Linked DNA regions of Mus musculus: region 1 is linked to region 2. A link is a contact called in public HiChIP or PLAC-seq data. All regions are on one chromosome and are shown on one strand. Each heading gives the region's core, a stretch centred on a gene start, on an enhancer-like site or on the middle of the called end of the contact. The rest is flanking DNA. Distances are from core to core; before and after follow the strand shown.

Region 1 (7,378 bases), core at 1,759-4,258, 380 kb after region 2:
CCCAGCACTCAAGAGGCAAATACATCTTTGTGAGTTCAAAGCCAGCCTGGTCTACAGAGCTAGTCCCAGGACTGACTACACAAAGAAACTACTCTTGAAAGAAAGAAAGAAAGAAAGAAAGAAAGAAAGAAAGAAAGAAAGAAAGAAAGAAAGAAAGAAAGAGAGAGAAAGAGAGAAAGAGAGAAAGAGAGAAAGAGAGAAAGAAAGAAAGAAAGAAAGAAAGAGAAGAAAGAAAGAAAGAGAGAGAAAGAGAGAGAGAGAAAGAGAGAGAAAGGGAAGAAAGAAAGAAAGAAAGAAAGAAAGGAAGGAAGGAAGGAAGAAAGAAAGAAAGAAAGAAAGAAAGAAAGAAAGAGAGAGAGAGAGAGAGAGAGAAAGAAAGAAGGAAGAAAAATCCAAGCCAAGTGTAATGATGCATGCCTATAATCTCAAGACATGGGAGTCTGAGGCACAACTCAACTGCATATAATCATCTTTAAAAAAAAAAAAAAAAGACTAGAGGGGCTGGAGAGATGGCTCAGTGGTTAAGAGCACCGACTGCTCTTCCAAAGGTCCTGAGTTCAAATCCCAGCAACCACATGGTGGCTCACAACCATTGTAATGAGATCTGATGCACTCTTCTGGTGTATCTGAAGACAGCTACAGTGTACTTAGATATAATAATAAATAAATCTTTAAAAAAAAAAAAAGTCTAGGACTTTGCCACAATTGGTAATTGATGGCAGCAGTCAGTTGAGCTGGAAATGGAAGCAGAATCCAGGCTGAAATGATGACACACCTGTGTCTCCATGAGAATCTGGAAAGAAGAAAGAGCTCAAGAAATGTCAATTTTGGGCTGGTGAGATGGCTCAGTGGGTAAGAGCACCCGACTGCTCTTCCGAAGGTCCAGAGTTCAAATCCCAGCAACCACATGGTGGCTCACAACCATCCGTAAGAAAATCTGACTCCCTCTTCTGGTGTGTCTGAAGACAGCTACAGTGTACTTACATATAATAATAAATAAATCTTAAAAAAAATTAAAAAAAAAAAAGAAATGTCAATTTTGTCCTGGCGTTATAATGCCGTGCAGCGCTTATTCTAGGCAATTCCCTGCCTTTATAGCCCCAAGATTGCTACAGGAGTCTAGAGAGCCCACTTCAGAGCTGTTTCCATTTCCAGGCTTGCTAAGGGTACACTTTTCTCTGTAGTACACTTCCTCCCATTACAGACAGGAGAATACCGTGTACACAGGGTGCACTTCCTCCCATTACAAACGGGAGAATACCGTGTACACAGGCTTTCTTTCTCATTTTCATATTACCTTTACTTATATGTATATGCCGGAGAGTCTGTATATGACGCATGTGTGTGTGTGTGTGTGTGTGTGTGTGTGTGTGTGTGTGTGTGTGTGTGTGTGTATACACTTGCTCTCAGAGGCCAGGTGTTGAATCCCCTGGAGCTGGAGTTACAGGTAGCTGTGAACTCTCCTTTGTGGATGCTGGAAGCCAAACCCAGGTCCTCTGCAAAAACAAAAGGTGGCCTTAACTGCTGAGCTATCTCTCCAGGCCCAAGGCTTCCATTCCTGCCCAGGTGCCTCTTAGCCACAGAGTAGCAGTGTTGTAGACAGACACATTCATTCCTCCTTAACTGCCCACCCCTTAAACCAACTGGGGAACCCTTAGGATTAAGCCCTGGAGCTGATGATGTTAATTTGCACAAGTTTGGCAGTATGTAGCAAGGCCAAAACCATATTCATGCTTTTTGACCCAAACAACCCCATTTCTGGGAATCTGTCCTGAGGACATTCTGCAAATGATTGATGAGAGGACTGTGTAGTAATATAAAATATTTATGATATAATGATTAAGAAGTCTGGAAGAATTGAGCAAGAGGCTAGCCAGATGTGATAGCAGTATCAGAACAACAGATTTATTGAAGTCTTTTTTTTCCCCCAAAAAACGTATTTTGTTTCTGAGGCAGAATCTTTCTAGGTAGCCCTGGCTGTTCCAGAATTCTCTATGTAGACCATGCTGAGACCTGGAACTCACAAGAGATGGGCCTGCCACTGCCCGGCTCCTTTCCCAAATGTTCTGTATGAGGAGTCAGACTTTTACCCTCAGATGACCGATCAGAGTTTAACAGTCAGGAGCACAGAAATAGCACAGTCACTTGGAAAAGCAACATGTTTCCCAATGTTGTACATAAATTATGTCATCACAAATACAATTATCAGACAGGCTGGGCAATACAGGACTGTTATAGTCCCTTAACTTGACAGACACAACCAGGATAAGGAGTTGAAGGCCAAGCTGAACTACTTAAGACCATGTCTCACAAAAAAAAGTTAAAATAAAAATTTAAAAATACAATACACAAACTGAATGTTAATAAGAACCACAAAGAAAAAAGCAATTATCTGCCAAGGCTTCCAAAAGTTTAGGCTGACTGATTCAAGTTCAGGCTTAAAAGTTATCTGCCAAGACAAAGGGGCCCCAACATGTACAAAGGCAAGAACATGTGAACTTAGGAAATTACTGAGGGCAATTCGGGACTGGAAGGCAACTGAGTGGGTGTGAGGCACTTAGAGGAAAAAAAAAAGCTTTAGTTGGATGGTGCAGGGCTTTGGGCTTTGGTGCAGCCGTGGGATTTGCATTTTAGAGCTGAGTCTGGCCTGCTTGGAAAGAGTGGAAAGGAGGTCCTTAGGGTTGCGCTGGGTCGGGAAGAAAGGGTGGCCCAAAGGGGACCAGCAGACTCCCTTTCTCAACATCCTGACTTACACTTGGCCAACGACTAGCGCCTCCAGGATCACCCTCCCTTCTCCTCTCCTTAGGGCCCCGCGGGCGGGCTGGGGAGCCCGGGAGGCGAGGCAAAGGGGTGGCCCTGCCTGGGTGGTCTCCTGCCCCGCCCCCTGCGGCGCCGTTACCTAGCAACGGATCCGGCTGCAAGGCAGCGGGTAATTTGCCGCCCCCTTAGCCAATGGGAGGGCGTCACCCCGGCCCGCTCCTTTTTTTCTGAGCCTCCTGGTGCTTCCCGAGATCCACAGTCGCCACCTTTAGCTGTGAGGTGCTTCGCAGCCAGTCGGGTCCACCCACACGCGGAGCCCTCTTTGGACCACAGCCCACAGATCCAGCGGGGCTTGGGGCCACCACCCCGCACCGCCGCTGCGGGCTGCTCCTGTGCATCTTTACGCGCGCCTCACCCAGGACCGTATGGCCGTTCACGGCAGCTAGGAATCCTCAGGTGAAGCCGGGCGGCACAAGGCGCCAAGCTAGCCTATGGCAGCGCTCAGATAACGCAGGTTGGGGGCGCTCGCGCCCCCCATCCTCACCAGCATGGTTCGGCCACTGTCCCTTGGAGAGCTACCTCCCAGCTACACACCTCCAGCTCGGTCCTCCGCACCTCATGTGAGTAGAGGGGCTGGGTTTGTAACTTAAACGTCGCTTGAACATCTGTAGGGCTAGAAGTCTAGTGTTACTGGATCTGTGTTTGAAGACAAGCGAGAGCCAGCAAGTGATTTGTTAGTTTATTTCCTATTATCTGGTCAGTGAAAATAGTTATGTCTGTGGGTTCACCTCTTTGCCTAGCTGACAACGAGTGTGTGTGTTCACGACTCATAACCTTCTAAAAATGGGCATTTTCAGGTGTGCTTATGGAGAAGGCACAGGGAAAGAGAGTTAAATCTTCCACATTTGAAACCTTTATCTGTAGCTGTTTCCTGCCCTGCATCCAGAAGTCAGGAAACTGGGACTTGACCGGGAGAAAAGGGAAAGCTCCTCCATTGTTGTGCTGACAGCTGGCTGACCTCCTCCTCTCTCTATCCCAGATCCTAGCTGGGAGCCTGCAGGCTCCTCTCTGGCTTCGAGCTTACTTCCAAGGTCTACTCTTCTCCCTGGGGTGCAGGATCCAGAAACACTGCGGCAAAGTGCTCTTCCTGGGACTGGTGGCCTTTGGGGCTCTGGCACTGGGTCTCCGAGTGGCTGTAATTGAGACAGACCTAGAACAGCTCTGGGTAGAAGGTGAGTTACTGGAGCTGGCCGTAGCTGCTTTGGTCAAGGATCGAGAGGGCCATCTCCTGTTCAGAGCCTGTGTATCTGGGTGTGTTGCAGAAAGCCTACCTCTCTCCCAATCTCCCTCAGTGCTGTGGATGAAGCCCAGGGCATTGTGCAAGCTAGGCAAGTCTTTACCATCAACTGTCTCACACCTATCTCTCTCACCCATAAATGGACAACTCTAGATGGTAGCCTCTTATGAATAAGCTTGTGGAATATTCATCTTTGATTATGTGTCTGCTTATTTAGCGTTTATAGCTAGGTTTCTTTTAACTGTACATCAGAGTTTACAAATGGAACAAGATGTATTTTTCAATAGCCAAAGGAAGTAAAATGTGTGTGGGGGTAAGTTCTAAACAAAACAAAGCCAAGTGGTATTGTGTTGTATAAGAGAAGGCAGGGAGAGACGGCTCTGACCTGCAAACTCAGATTAGCACTGTGATTCTAACTACTCAAGGGGCTGAGGCAAGAGAAATACTTTCAGTCTAAGAATTTAACAATAGCCTGTGTCAGAGAGAGAGAGAGAGAGAGGGACAGACGGACAGATGGAAGAGAGGGAGGGAGGGAGGGAGGAAGGAAGGAAGGAAGGAAGGAAGGAAGGAAGGAAGGAAGGAAGGAAGATCAGTGGGATGTAGCTGGGTGGCATGGCAGACTGCCTGTCGAGCATGCTGTGGTGGGGGAGAGAGATGGAGGAGGAGCAAGAAGAAAAAGAAAAGTTAGTGCTTGGTGGCAGCAGTGGTGGTGCACAGCTTTAATGTTTAACCTCAGTGCTTGGGATCTGGAGGCAGGTGGGGCCAGCCTGGTCTACAGAGAATTCCAGGATCTGGAGGCAGGTGGGGCCAGCCTGGTCTACAGAGAATTCCAGGACAGCCAGAGCTGCATGAAAATACTCTCTCTCGAAAAACCAAAAAGAAAGATTGGAAGGAAGGAAGGGGGAAAGGGGAAAACAAGAAATAATAAGAAAAGAATTGTTAGGTGTAAAAGAAAAGAAAACCTTGAACGAGCCATCTGACCAGGCTTCTGAGTAGACACCCAGGGACCTGCAGCCATTTAATGAAGAATGAGCATAGACTTTGAGGCAAAAGTCAGGGTCAAATGAGACCAAATCCTCACGTCCTAGTGGAAGGATTACACAACTCATAATTTCAGCATGCCTCTCTTCTTTCCTGGTGCCTGGTTTCATGTGGCTGCTATTTGACAAAGGCAAATTCAACTGTGTTCTTCCCTGGGAAATCTGCATTTGTGGGCTCCCCAGACCTCCCTAGCCCTGGCCCAGACCCAAGGCAGGCCCCAGGTCGCAGCCTCACACCCTGGAGTTATTTCAAATGCTGGCAAGTCCTAGGATACAGAGCAGATGTTTCTTGGAGCCTTCCTACATCATAGGCTCCCACACCCCATCTCCACCCTACCCCCAGCCCTCTGCAGACTCTTAGCGTTCACACTCTTAAGACAGCCCTAGGGTCCAGAGCAGATGTTTCTCCCTGCCTGCCAGTCTGCCCCCAGCATCAGGACACACATGTGCGCACACGCATATATGCATGCCCCCACACAAACCACTGCTGCTTGGGTGGTCCCAAATAACTTCTGAATATCCTGCCACAATAGAGTGAGTCTCCCTCCCAGGCCCTGCCTTTCCTCTCTCTGCATTCCCCGGATCTTCCCCAATTAAACACTGCTTGGATGTCTACATTTGCTCATCCCTCTCCGGCCCCCCTGGCTAGTCCCTGCAGTTATGAGAAATGTATTATAAGAGGGTAGCAGTTGGTCTCTTTGAGATAGGAATTCCCTGTGTCACCTCAGCGACCTTGACCTTGGGTCCTCCTGCAGTGGACCCCTTTGTGTTGAGATTAGTAAGACCACAGTCTCACTGGTCTTTTCTCTATAGCTGAGGAGTTAGTTGATGGAGTTGAGAGCTGAAGAGACATTTTTGCTTCCTGTTTTGCTAGGACTGGAAGTGGAAGAAGCAAGACCCTCAGTTAGCAGAGTTTCAAATAGAGGTCAAGACTCTCCTTGGCTGTAAATGTGGTGTGTTTTCCTTTCCTTTTTTGTTTTTGTTTTTTGTTTTCTGTTGTTGTTGTTGTTGTTGTTGTAGGTTAGGGACCAAACACCAATACCCTGATCAACTTAAAACTAAGAAACTTGCTGGGCAGTGGTGGAGTGCACCTAGGAGGCAGAGGCCAGAGGATCTCTGAGCTTGAGGCCAGCTTGGTCTTAAGAGTTTCAGCTGGTGGTGGCGCACGCCTTTAATCCCAGCACTCGGGAGGCAGAGGCAGGTGGATTTCTGAGTTTGAGGCCAGCCTGGTCTACAAAATGAGTTCCAGGACAGCCAGGGCTATACAGAGAAACCCTGTCTCAGAAAAAGAAAAAAAAAAAAAAAGAGTGAGTTTCAGAGCAGGCAGAAACCCCTGTCTCAAATAAAAAATAAAAAAATTTAAAAAAAGGAGGTGGAGCCTCAAAAGTAAATAGTTATTAGGCCGGAAGTGTCTCAGTGAGTAAAGCACTTCCGGTGCACACGGAACCTGAGTTTGGATCCCCAGCATCTGTGTAAAAGTCAGGTACAGCAGCGCACACCTGTAACCCCAGCACTGGGCGAGTGTGGCAGGGGCATTCTGAGATTGGCAGCTCATCTGACAGAACCCATGGGCTCCAGCTCAGGCAGAAACCTTGTCTCCAAAACAGAAGGTGGAGGGACTGCAAAGATGCCTTAGTAGTTAGGAGCACTTGCTGTGCAGTTCCGAGGACCAGAGTTCAGATCCCAATGCCCCTGTGATAAACTGAGTATCACACATACACACACACACACACACACACACACACACACACATACACGGCATCAAAGGAGTGTAAGCAGGAGGATCTCTGGGATTTGTTGGCTTCAGGCCTAGCTGAGAAAACGTAAAACCCAGCTTCAAAGAGGCAGAGGACACCTTCTTTGATGGACACAGGCATGCGCACCTGCACACACACAGATAGGTCTGTGAGTTACAATGCTATCATGTACCCTGACTTGAAGGTAAGGCGCAGACAGCTGTTTGATGTGGAAGGCAGGGGATCAGCACCCACCTATTGGTGGAGCCTGCAGCTGCCCCATGCTCAGTCCCCAGGAGCTAGTAGTCTCAGGAGCTCATCTCGGTTCCTGTCTTTAGAGTCTCTCACAGCCAGCCCGCCCTTCCACCCTGTGGTGGTGCCATTGTTAAGGTGATCTCAATCTTCCACGAACACTGTAATTATACATTGGAGTCCTTGCAGCCACATGAAAGAGAAAGAAAGGGGGTTCATAGAGCAGGAAGGAAGAGGCTGGGGTTTTATTCTTGTAACAGGAGATTTGGCAATAGAGAATTCTGGGGTGATTA
Region 2 (6,767 bases), core at 391-2,890:
GCCGTGCATACTAACACTGCCAAATGGACTGCATCTCCAGCCCCAAATTTAAAAAATTTTTGTTATTTAGATCCACATTTAACACAAGCCTTTTCGCCAAGCCTCTCTCTGTCTTTCACTGGGCAGATAATTTATCTGGCATGGTGGCATTAGCTCCGATTGCTACCAGTAGTATTTATCAACTGTTTGTATCAAGCTCTATGGGAGACACACTTGCAAGGGTGCCAAATCTTTCAACAGAAATGTTAAAGGACAACGGTGGAACAGTGGGTCTGAACTGCCACCAGGTGGCAGCACATAATTTATGTCAGAAAGATCCTGAACAGGCCAAGAGAACTGTGCCTGAGTACCTCCCTTCAGAGATTCTGTGAGCTAATTACTCTTCCTCAAACAATTCCCTGTTTAGGTTATGCTTCTGTTCAAGGATAAATCACACAGCATTTAAAATAAAAAGATAATTTTATTATTTAAACTCCACTCATGTTCAGCCTCTTGCAATTTTATTTCCTACTATACATTTTCATAAACTCAGCTGTCAGTAGCACTACATTCCATTGGTGTTATTATTTTCAGTGCTGGGAATTGAACCCTGGACCACATGGTACATTACCATTGCTTTCTGCCCCTAGTATTTATTTATTTATTTATTTTTTTTTGTTATTCGAGACAGGGTTTCTCTGTGCAGCCCTGGCTGTCTTGGAACTCACTCGGTAGACCAGGCTGGCCTCGAACTCAGAAATCCGCCTGCCTCTGCCTCCTGAGTGCTGGGATTAAAGGCGTGCGCCACCATGCTCGGCTCCTAGACATATTTTAATTATGTCTCACATGCTAAAGATTTCTGAAGGGAGGCCCCTAAACCGTTGGGAGTAAGACCTATATCCCACTGCTCTTATTCTTCTTTAGCAGTCTGTTCAGCTATAAAATTATGAACCCTTGAGATCCATGGCTATGGAAAGTGTGAGGAAATCTGTACCTGATGAACAGTTGGGTAGAATTGTTATTCCCTTCGAAGATCTTTCATATCTCTCCTTTCCATCTAGCTGGTGATACCAATCCTCTAAGCCTTCCCTGAATTCAATCTCTCCCTTTGGCATTTCGTTTAAGTTATACTTACTGCTCTTTCTCAAGTTGTTAGGAATTATGTGCTAATTTTAGCTTGTCAATATACTGCGTTCCTGCAGGACACTGCATTCGATCCAGCAGAACACCTTATTCAAAAGCCGCGCCAGTTTAGTGCTTGTTTAATTGGCTTAATTAATTTACCATTCGCTTCTGTTTGGGGGGGTTTGATTGGTCTCTCTTGTGTCCCGCCCTCTGAGACTCTTTAGACTAGGTTTTCCCCAAGGTGAATTCTCTCCGGTTCCGCTTTTTCAACACACTGTCCCCTCTGTTTTTAACTCCACTCTCTTCCTATTGGTTCCCTTCATCTTCTAAGAGTTGGCGCCGAGCGTTGCTGATTGGCTTTTCTGTACGCCCATTGTGCCCACCCTCGTACCACGTGGCATTCCTAACGTTAATTGGGCAACTCTATTAGCTCGTTTGTCAAAGGTTGACGATTGATTGGCTGCTCTGAGGGAGGCCTGAGGAGGGGGCGGAGCTCACGGGGCCCCGCCCCCAGCCCCCTGCCCCCCAGGCGTTTCAGACACTCACCGGCGGGGAGCCGAGAGTTTCCAGCTGCCTTCTCAGTCCCAGCGGTGATCCGCCTCCGGGCCCCGCCGAGTAGGCGGGGGAAAGCAGCTCAGACCGCAAGGCCATGGCAGTAGCCTCCAGCTCCTGCGCCGCCGCTGGCCCTGAGCAATCTCCGGCTTCTGCCCAAGGGACCCTCACCTCCTCCGCAGGCTAAACAGCCGCGGCCGGGAGCTGCTATGCTCGCTCTGGGCCGCTGCCTCCCTTACCCTCTGGCCGGCGCAGACGCCCCCTCCGCGGCTCAGTTGTGCCTCAGGTAACGTCGGGAGAGTGCCTGGGGACCAAGGCTCGGCATCCCTGCCCTGCGCGCAGCTTGGCTCATGGGTCGCTGAGCACTGGACAATCCGGTGCTGTACTTGAGATTCTCAAAGAAGCGGGGACTGTCTCTTGCCCCTCTCCCCCTTTCCTTCTCAGTTCCCTCCGGGTCCCGGGACAGTCCCCACCTCGTCTCAGGGGTCAAGAACCCATTGGACGTTATACTCAAAAGGGTTGTTTGTGTCTGACCTTCCTCACTTGTGAAGTTGTGGAATCCTTCACGTCCCGTTCCCCTACTGAGTGTGCCTCACTAGTCTCCGAGCCCCCTTCTCCCTCTGAGATCTGGATTCCCTCCGAAACGTGCTCATCTCTCCTAACCACCCTGACTCCTATCCTAAGAGACTTCTCTCCTTTTTATTCACGTTCTTACCCTTCATTTTGAAGAAGACTCTTATCTAAACTACGATTCTGATTTAGTTGGAAATAAAAGCCAGATTAGTCCAATTGAAAAACCTTTTAATTTAAACCTCTGAGAAAAACTTGTTAAAGAATTTGGACTTTATTTGTAGGCATACGGAGCCATTGAAGGTTGTAAGCAGGAGTTTGATATGGATTATCTCTGGAAAATGTGAAAGAAAGATTGAAAGTAAGACCGGAGGGCAGAAGGCCCAGGTAGTCAGGAGGCTGCTGTGTTTTGTGCGTGAGAAGAGGATGAATGGACTGGAATAGTTGTGGAAAATGAAGAGAATGGCATGAAATTCCAAGAATTTTAGAATAGAATTTAGAGGGTTTTTTGCTTTCTGCTTTTCTACATAAGGGCTTTCTCATTGGTTTATGGTATTGGGTTGGTGGTGCTAACAATGTAAAGAAGTAGATCTGAAGAATGATAAGTTGGGTTGTGGACAAGTTCAACCCGAGTTTTTCAAATAGAGGTGGAAAGTTGCTCATAGAACTGATTAAGTTAGGCTCTAAAGACATAAATTGGAATTAAATAGGAATACTTGAAACCTTAGCACCCCCTCGTAGTACTCCAGAAAGCGGAGAATTGGGCTGTGGACAGAGGCAGCATTGCTGAGGATAACAGACACTGAAGAGAGCTAGAACACTGTGGCAGTATCACAGAAGCCAAAGACAGTCTCCAGAAGGGAGGGGGATACCAGGCGCTTCCCAGGTCAAGCAGCAGGAGAGTGTGAAGCCACGAGTCTGGCAATTAGGAAGTGACTTGTTTTCTTTCAAAGGCAGTTTTGATAATCTGGTGGTTGTAATGCAGTGGTCAGCCCACGGATTTAGGAGTAAGTGGAAGGCAGGCGGCAGTGAGCAGCACATCTGCCTTCTTTCTCTCTTTTTCTGCTTGTTTGAGGGTAGGCCAGCCGGGAATTATGCGTGTTATCACACTAGACTGGTCTTATTTTTATTGTGATCAGTTATCTGTAGATAAATCAGCTTTCTCTGGAGGTTGACGGAACTGCGGTGAGTTTCTGACATGAGCGTTATAGCCATGGGAATCATCAGTGGGAAATAGCAAGGGTTTGTTGTTTTTAGGTTTATTTTTATTTTATGTGATGAGTGCTTCTTCTGTTGGTTTGGTTTCAGACAGAATCTCGCAGTGTAGCCCTGACTGATTTGGAACTCACTATGTGGATCATGCTGTATGGTGTGTAAGTGTGTGCCTGTGTGTATGTTTGTGCACATGTGTGAAGGTGCCCTCAGAGATCAGAAAAGGGTGTCAGACCCTTGGAACTGGAGTGATGATTGTTGTGGCTGCCACGTGGGTGTTAGGACTCGAACCTGGGTTCTCTAGAAGAGTAACAAGTGCTTTAAACCACTGAGCCATCTCTACCACCAAGGGTAAGGATCCTTCCTTCCTTCCTTCCTTCCTCTCTCTCTTTCCTTTCCTTTCTTCCTTCCTTTCCTTCTTCTTCTATTCAGATCCACCCGCCTCTGCTAGAATTAAAAGGTTGTGCCACCATCAGATTTTACATTTTCCTCAACACCCTACAAACAGGCAGACAAAAACCAAAATAAAGCAAACCCCAAAAGATTGGGTTGACCCAGAACTGGAATTTGCAAAGCAGAAATATAAAATGGGAGCCACTTTTCAGACTGCGAATGATACTGTGGGCCTATGATTAACTGCACAGTCTGAATTAGAAGTTATAAGAAGTAAAATCTGGGGTTGAAGAGGTGGCTTAGCTTTTAAGAGCATTGGTCTTTCTCCCAGGGGACACAGATTCAGTTCCCAGTGACTATATGCAACTGTGTGTAACTCCAGTTCTGGGGGAGGCAACACCTGTTCAGGCTTCCTTAGGCGATGCATGCATATAACACACAGACATATAGATAAGACACTCATGCATACAAAATAAAAAATTTTAAAAAATCTTTAAGAAAGCTAGTAAGATGGAGAATGAGGAGATAAGCAGAATTGTGATTGAAGAGTGGGTTTTGTAAGAATACATGATTGGAAAAATTCAGAGTTCTTTCCAAGGCTGAGGAAGAAAAAAAGGTGTAACTGTCTCAGTACTGTTGAAGGGAAGTGGAGCTATATAGGTCATTACAATAGTTCAGCAGCGTTAAGGGCTGTGTTGACTATGTCATCTGTATAGATGTAATAACTACCCAATATGATGGCAGGAGATGGAACACAGGAGATATTATAGATGGGGCCTATCATCAACAAGGAGGGACTCACATGTTAGAAACTAGTGATCAATGGTACAGATTGTGTCTAAACAGTGAGGTTCTCAGACATCTGGGTGATTTCAATGCATGATACGTTATTCTTTTATAGAGATAAATGTTTGGGATGGTTCCTCAAACCCTGTCCTGTGTGGTTTGGCATATGAAGGTCTTAATTCTGGTTTAGACATGTACATGCCGGGAAGCTAATAACCTGCTCTCTCAGGCACTGCAGTGGCGCTTTCTACTTACAGTTAATTATAAGAAGAAAATTGTTCCCTGGCTTATTTAGAGTAGAAAGGGGCTCATTTTTAAAACTGTTCTTCCCCCTATATTAAAGTGGTTATAAATACATTGTTAATATCATACACTGAATGTTTTATTAGAGTTTGAAATCTTGGATAAGGACTTTTATGCGAGTTTTTTTCTCTTTCTGGTAACTGGAGCCTAATTAGTACATTGTTCATGTGGGTGATGGTGAATGTTTTGGCCCAACAATGGGTATTATGCTATTTTCTGAGTCATCAAATGAACATGACTTCAGTGTGGTCTCAGTAGGGTTATTTTTGCTGAGTGGTCAGAGGGCTGGTTGTTAACATATTTGTAATGTGTCAACTATCCATTCTTGACATTTTATTTATTTATTTATTTTACTATTTGTATGTGTGTGTGTCTGTGTGTGTGTGTGTAGAGAACAACTTGGAGAACTTGATTCTGACCTCCCATCATGTGGATCTTGGGAATTGAACTCAGGTCATCAAGTGTGGCAGCAGGTACTCTTACCCATTTTTCTGGCCCTCTGATTTTATAAAGGCAACGTGAAAAGAGGAAAATATTGGAAATCTTCATGGTAAATCAAAACTGAGATTGTGTTATTAACTATATGGTTATAGGTAAAATGCTTATCTTCTGTAAGCGTTAGTATTTTGTTTTGTTTTCAATGTTATATTTAAAGCTGGGTGCTGTGGGGCACTCCTGTGGTCCTAACGTTCAGGAGACTGAAGCGAGAGGCATCGTGTGCTTTGGGTTAGTAGCATCTTGTTCCACACAGCCAGAGTCTGTCTCAAAAATACCCAAATAGTGTATTTCTCTGTTAGAATTAGTTCCATGCTTGGGAACTTTCCACACTCTTCCTTAATATATATATTACTTGGAAATACAATGTATTCAAGTGGTTAAATATCAAACTGTTTACATATAACATGATTTTAAATATTTATATATTTTGTATAAACAGTCATGGTCTCATGACTGCTGTGTCTACCCAGTGCCCTGTTCCCTTCACGCCTCCCAACCATTTTTTAAAAACTCTTTGGGTGCTCGGAACTGAAGCTGAATGCTCAGCTGCCCTTGCTAGCAGGCCCTCACCTCACCCCCATTTTTATTTTTGAAGAAGGGATTTTGAGGACAACCTTCAACTTCTGACTTCCTGGCATACAGGACAGACCACCACAACCCAGCTGTCTTTGCATTCTTTTAGACTTTGTTTAGGTAAATGCTTCCAAACATGAATATATATAATGTTTTTTTTTTCCCCCTTAAAAAGCTGATGGTTTCTCACAGTTCTGGGCTCTACTCACTGGGTGTGTCTTTCATTTTAGTGTATCCTGGAGAGCTTTTCTGATTAGTACTTCGAGGGCTTCCTCTTTTGTCTCCAGGGACATTCCTACTTTTTCTCCTAGGGAATTCTTTTGGGTGTAGATGGGTGTGGTCGTGCATTCTGGCATTCCTGGTACTCAGGAGGCAGAATGAAGTAGATCTCTGTGAAGTCTAGCCTGGTCTACATATCAAGCTCAGGAATAGCCAGGACTACATAAAGAAAAAAAACCTATCTCAAAAACAAAACAAATACCCCTCCCTCCCCCGAAAAACTTCTTTCGACCCCGAGATGTCTTCATAGAGCTTTGGGGTTTGTCTGTGTGCTATGTCACCCTGCCTCAGGGTCATAGATTATTGGCTGAGTTAAGTTGTGCAGAATGGATGTTGGAGAACCAGGAGATCACCTCTGGGCTCGCAGGGAAATCTGAAGACACCTAATAAGCTGTTGTCTGAATCCAGGCTTTGAATGGAGGAGGATAAATTCAGGACGGAGGAAGCCATCTGTGCTTCTTTGTGGAATAGAGCAGGCCTCCACAAATATCAGTCCT

Evidence for each region. HiChIP or PLAC-seq counts read pairs in DNA pulled down with a chosen protein or histone mark.
Region 1: an H3K27ac HiChIP or PLAC-seq map of embryonic stem cells shows a contact between it and region 2, with 6 read pairs. The contact joins the promoter of Ptch2 here to the promoter of Tesk2 in region 2. A contact is called at or near these places in 5 of 39 promoter capture datasets (the 3T3-L1 cell line, hippocampal neurons, liver and 1 more), 1 of 484 Hi-C or Micro-C datasets (embryonic stem cells), 7 of 115 datasets of contacts at active chromatin or transcription factors (bone marrow-derived macrophages, embryonic stem cells and pancreatic cancer cells) and 2 of 9 other capture datasets (adipose tissue and liver).

What each region holds. Positions count from the first base shown.
Region 1 is chr4:117,093,048-117,100,425 of GRCm38.p6, forward strand. It overlaps Ptch2 (patched 2), which reads left to right and starts at 3,009. Exons shown (of 22, transcript NM_008958.3): 1 at 3,009-3,380; 2 at 3,800-3,992. The coding sequence starts at 3,309. RefSeq lists enhancers at 2,105-3,803, 2,644-3,102, 2,665-3,164, 5,128-5,719.
Region 2 is chr4:116,719,315-116,726,081 of GRCm38.p6, forward strand. It overlaps Tesk2 (testis-specific kinase 2), which reads left to right and starts at 1,641. Exons shown (of 11, transcript NM_146151.4): 1 at 1,641-1,942.